2 separate regions of the Mus musculus genome follow, and region 1 is linked to region 2. Evidence: chromatin contacts called from public Hi-C data. All regions are on one chromosome and are shown on one strand. The core of a region is the stretch at or near the end of the contact, and the rest is flanking DNA. Distances in the headings are between cores, read along the strand shown.

Region 1 (2,700 bases), core at 184-2,683, 490 kb before region 2:
GAAACAAAGTGCTGAAATACATGAGCATATCGGGGAACTTTTCCCATTCAGATTATACCTTTGTAACAGAAATGTGAACTATTCTCAAAATTAAATGTTCTAGCACAGAGCATAGGAGGGTACAAAGGCACCCCAAGTTGAGAATAAAATGTCAGAGAAGTGATGTTTGTATCTAAGATGTTTTTGAGAGGACTGAGCCACAGTCACAGAAGCTGACACTTCTGGGAGGAGGAGAAAGAAAACAAAACAATACACTATTATTTCATAAAGCTGACAATATGTAAACTTGCTTATGCCACAAATATTTTCATCTTTTCAAACTGATAGTGATTAGAAACATGACAGTGTGCTCTAGCTCACCTCTGTCCTGTAAAGGTTTGTATTACATATGTCCTAGTGTCCTATATCTCCTTTTTTTCCCACTTACGAATGCCATTTATTTTTTCTTTTTTTAAATTTTTATAAATATTTTTATTACGTATTTTCCTCTATTACATTTCCAATGCTATTCCAAAAGTTCCCCCATACCCTCCCCCCGACTCCCTTACCCAACCATTCCCACTTTTTGGCCCTGGCATTCCCCTGTACTGGGGCATATAAAGTTTGCCTGTCTAGTGGGCCTCTCTTTCCAGTATGGCCGACTAGGCCATTTTTTGATACATATGCAGCTAGAGTCAAGAGCTCCAGGGTACTGGTTAGTTCATAATGTTGTTGCACCTACAGGGTTGCAGATCTCTTTAGCTCTTTGGATACTTCTCTAGCTCCTCCATTGGGGACCCTGTGATCCATCCAATAGCTGACTGTGAGCATCCACTTATGTGTTTGCTAGGCCCCGGCCTAGTCTCACAAGAGACAGCTATATCAGGGTCCTTTCAGCAAACGTTTGCTAGTGTATGCAATGGTGTCATTGTTTGGAGGCTAATTATGGGATGGATCCCAGGATATGGCAGTCTCTAGATGGTCCATCCTTTTGTCTCAGCTCCAAACTTTGTCTCTGTAACTCCTTCCATGGGTGATTGACTTGCAAAACACATGAAACTGTCCTATATCTCCTGTTTGTGGATTGTTTGTTTGAGTTTTGAGACAGAAACCCACTGCAATGACCTAACTCTGGCTGTCCTGGAACTGCAATATAGTCCAGGCTGGCCACACACTCACAGAGAACCATCTGTGTTCGCTTCCCACATGCTAGATTTAAAGGTGTGTGCCACCATCCCCAGTTCCATTTCATGTCTGAATACTGATTTTGCAGCCTCTTGTACTGCATCCATTACAGACTGCTTGCTTAGCTCAATAAACTTGCTATATTTGGCCTGTGTCTGGAGCTACAAAACTGATAAAATACAAAGTTTAGTCACAAACCTATGATGCACCGTTTCCTTATTTGCAGAGCATAGGCTAAAAATGGAAGTATTTTACCACAATTAGGGAAGCAATTGTCATTCTGAAACTTCTTGTGGGTCATGAGCTTCTCCGTTCAGGTATCATCATGTTTGGGTTTGTATCAGAATGCCCCAAAACTTGTGTATTAAAACTTTGGTTGCCAAGTGACAGGTTTTTTGGAGTTGACTGGGTCATGTGAGTATGACTCCATCCGATAATTTGATTGTATTGCTGGAAGGTCATAGTGAAGTACCGTGATGTTCAGCTTTACCATGGGTAGAGAGACATTGACATTGTCATTAAACTCTGACATTGTGAGACACACCTTTCCTCTCTCTAAACTATTTTTCTCAAGTATTTGTCACAGAAAAAAAGATTGTCTAAAACATGACTGGAGTCATGCTTGTGTAACATGTAATAAAGTCTAAATAAGCATTCTAAGTAAAAGACTGAATAGATAGATATGTGTGCTTCAGGTGATGTGGCATATACCCAAGGAATATCATGTAAGCAGTGGATATCAAGGCATAGGAAAGTCATGTAGGTAGTGGAGAGTCAGAAAACTATTTGAAATAAAGAAAAATTTAGAGCACAGCTTAACGAGGAAATGTTTAAACAATTGAGAGAATAGTTATATCTAAACGTCTAGAGGAAGCACTTTCAAAAGCAGTTTCTTACCAACTACAAAAACCATAAAAATAGGGAAGCTTCATATTGATGTTCCTCCTATGAGACTTCAGACACCTCAGCTCCTTGGGTACTTTCTCTAGCTTCTTCATTGGGGACCTTGTGCTCCATCCAATGGGTGGTTGTGAGCATCCATTTCTGTATTTGCCAAGCACTGGCAAAGGCCCTCAGGAGACAGTTATATCAGGCTCCTGTCAGCAGGTTCTTGTTGGCATCTGCCGTAGTGTCTGGGTCTGGTGGTTGTTTGTGGGATGGATCCCCAAGTGGGGCAGTTTCTGTATGGTCGTCCTTCAGACTCTGCTCTGTCTCTGTAACTCCTTCCATGGGTATTTTGTTCCCTCTTCTAAGAAGGATTCTGAACTTCTGGGCTAATATCCACTTCTCAGTGAGTGCATATCATGTGTGTTCTTTTGTGATTGGGTTACCTCACTCAAGATGTCCTCCAGATCCATCCATTTGTCTAAAAATTCCATAAACTAATTGTTTTAAATAGCTGAGTAGTACTCCATTGTGTAAATGTACCACATTTTCTGTATCCATTCCTTTGTTGAGGGACATCTGGCTATTATAAATAAGGCTGCTATGAACATAGTGGAGCATGTGCCTTTATTAGATGTTGGAGCATCTTCT
Region 2 (2,700 bases), core at 141-2,640:
TTTTGTGGGGCAATAGCTAAACTGAAGCTAAAAGATGAACATGAGAAGAAATGGAAAAAGTCAGGAAAATCAAGGGACTTAATGGTGTGTGGTTCAGATGACCTGGAGAAACCTTATCCAGAAAAGCATAAAGAGCCATTGACAAGTTTACAACATTAGGAGTTTTAAACTCCATCCATTGCAGAATGTGCAATCGAAAGCATGTGTCATGGGACAATAGTTGTTTGGTTTGTCCTTCCACAGCTCCTGCCACACCATACTTCTTTGAGATTATAGTTGATGTTCTCTTACCTCCTTAGCAATGCTTGTGCTCCTTAGAGCCCCTCCCTAGATTCTTCCACTTTACCACTTATCATCAATTCTCTTAAAATGCAACCTCAATCACATCACTTCATTTCAGAGACAGGATCAGTAGAAAATAAGCTCAAGGCCTCTGTTTTTTGTAATCCACTATAATCTGTCTTTCGACTCCCATAGTGGACTCCCACTCTTTCTCAGATCAATCTCCCTTGCCCAAACTTTATCTTTACTCTAGGACTCATACCCTGCCACCTCCCTAGGGTGACCTACTTGAGTTTTCCCTACCCTGTTCCTACTCCTCCATTAGAACACCACCTATGTCCCACTCTGTGGATTTCCATAGAGTTTCCATGCATCTCTCCATGTGACCTCAGAGCTCTTGTTTCCTATGCCTTAACCAGTTCTACATAAATGTACAAGTCTGTGATTCTGTAATTGTTTACATCAGTTCAGCTTGCTTCTCTAGAGCCAAATACAAGTTCCCTGTAGGCAGGAAACATATGTTTTAGGTCTGGAATGCCATTTGCAACTCTTTACTAAAGAATAAACATCAGAGACAATGTCAAGACTACACTGACACTTGGTTTATCCAGAGATGGCACAACTCTATTTTGTAAGCAACAGTGATATCTAGTGGTCAGAATGCTGCATAACTTCTTCAGATGAAGGCAATGAGACATGAATAAAAAAAAAGTTATTACAGATATTTAATGGAGCCAAATTATCCCCATAAACCATGAATGTTTATGAAGGGATTTCAAACATAGATTTATGTGCTCTGCCTGCCTGGTTGCTTTCTCCCTCTCCTGTAGCCCAGTGGCCCACAGAAATGCTGAAGTTTCCCTGCCTGCTTCTTACAAACCACAACTTCCCTTTCCCGTAGAAGATCACCAGAAGTTTTTGTGACAATTATGTGACTTTTAACTTTCTACTTCCTGTACAGATAGAGGTTAATGTGAAAAATATTTGTTTTGGATATAAAATATGTAATTGAGGAAGAAACTTGAGATAGGAACTACGATAGGCAAAGGACAAACTCATTTCAAAGCTCAGTGTGAGAATGACCATGTGCACAAAGCAAAGCTGGTAGACTGTGGCATCTGAGGGACATGGGATCAAATGTCAAGTTTTCCCACTGAAGCCATGTGGTTGTTATGACAGCCTGATCTCTGGGGCTCAATTTCCTCATCCCAAACAAGGATGACAGACATCTTCCAAAGCCACTGAGGGGTGGGAGGTGAGTGCAATAGAACACTTTATAATAAAATTCTGAGCTGAAGCAGTCAAAAAATGATAGAGACAACTATTGTTACTGCTCTATTATTTACTAGGGATAATAAGCCCTCTTCTTCCCTGTCTGACATTTTTAAAACAAAATTCCTGGTTTTTAGAGTTAGAATTGTCACTAAATAATTCTAATACTAATTAAATTACCTCGTGTCTCCTGGTCTTACTTATTGTTGCAAAATAATGAATTTGCAAAAACTACTTAAAATGTCTGAAAATGAAATGGGAATTCTAATCTCTAAAACTCAAAATGGAGGAGGAGGAAGAGGAAGAAGAGGAAGAGAGGAAGAAGAGTGACAGATAATAATTATTTCTGTAACACTTGGAAAAACAATATATTTAGCTCATGTCTTAATTAGACATAGGTTTACTATTGCTATGACTGAACACCATAACCAAAAGTGGATTGGAAGGGAGCTATTTGGCTTACTTACATTTCCATTTTGTACTCTGTCATTGAAGTAAATCAGGGCAGGAACCTGGATACAGAACCTGATAGAGAGGTCATGGAGGAGTGCTTGCTCTAAATGGCTTGCTCAGACTTCTTTCTTCATGGAACCCAGGACCACTAACCCAAAAATAGCACCATCCTCACTGAACTGGGCCCACTAATATCAATCACTTTAAAAATGCCCTACAGGCTTGCCTATGGCCTAGCAGCATTTTCTCAATTGAGGTTCCCTCCTCTCTGATAACTCTAGCTTGTGTCAAATCCGACATAAAATTATCCAGCATACTCAGGGAACCTGTATCTGAGAAAATTAAAAATGAGGCTATGTAAAGAAATGCAAACAAGCATATTACAAACACCCTGCAAGCATTGTGCATATTTTTCTTGCTCCCTGTGGGAAGAGTGTGAATAACAATTGCCCCTTTAAAATGTGTTTTGTTTAGAAAACATCACCAGTCAACCTTTTTAACATAAAGAATATTGTATATAATGGTTTCCTTTCCCATTATTCTCATGAATGAGGTTAAAAATAATCTCAAATGTATAACTCCACAGATTGTCAACAGTAAGGAGCATCCTAGTTATGTTTAACCATCAACTTGACACAGCCTAGACTAACCTGCATAGGTAATCTAAATTGAGGGACTGCTCAGATTTATTTG

The links. Hi-C and Micro-C count contacts between places; a contact is called where the count stands out from the background.
Region 1: a Hi-C map of bone marrow-derived macrophages shows a contact between it and region 2, with 18 read pairs. The contact joins two enhancer-like sites. A contact is called at or near these places in 1 of 15 datasets of contacts at CTCF or cohesin (pro-B cells), 4 of 484 Hi-C or Micro-C datasets (the HL-1 cell line, adipose-derived mesenchymal stem cells, bone marrow-derived macrophages and 1 more) and 1 of 115 datasets of contacts at active chromatin or transcription factors (large pre-B cells).

What each region holds. Positions count from the first base shown.
Region 1 is chr12:119,482,869-119,485,568 of GRCm38.p6, reverse strand. No RefSeq gene overlaps it. Among named protein-coding and RNA genes, the nearest start is that of Macc1, 41 kb to the right of the region's middle. Within about 2 kb of position 1,433, at least 41 of the 459 cell types and tissues checked have an H3K27ac peak or open chromatin away from gene starts, as enhancers often do. A contact at or near this core is called in bone marrow-derived macrophages, where this site is marked.
Region 2 is chr12:118,992,946-118,995,645 of GRCm38.p6, reverse strand. No RefSeq gene overlaps it. Among named protein-coding and RNA genes, the nearest start is that of Abcb5, 28 kb to the right of the region's middle. Within about 2 kb of position 1,390, at least 26 of the 459 cell types and tissues checked have an H3K27ac peak or open chromatin away from gene starts, as enhancers often do. A contact at or near this core is called in bone marrow-derived macrophages, where this site is marked.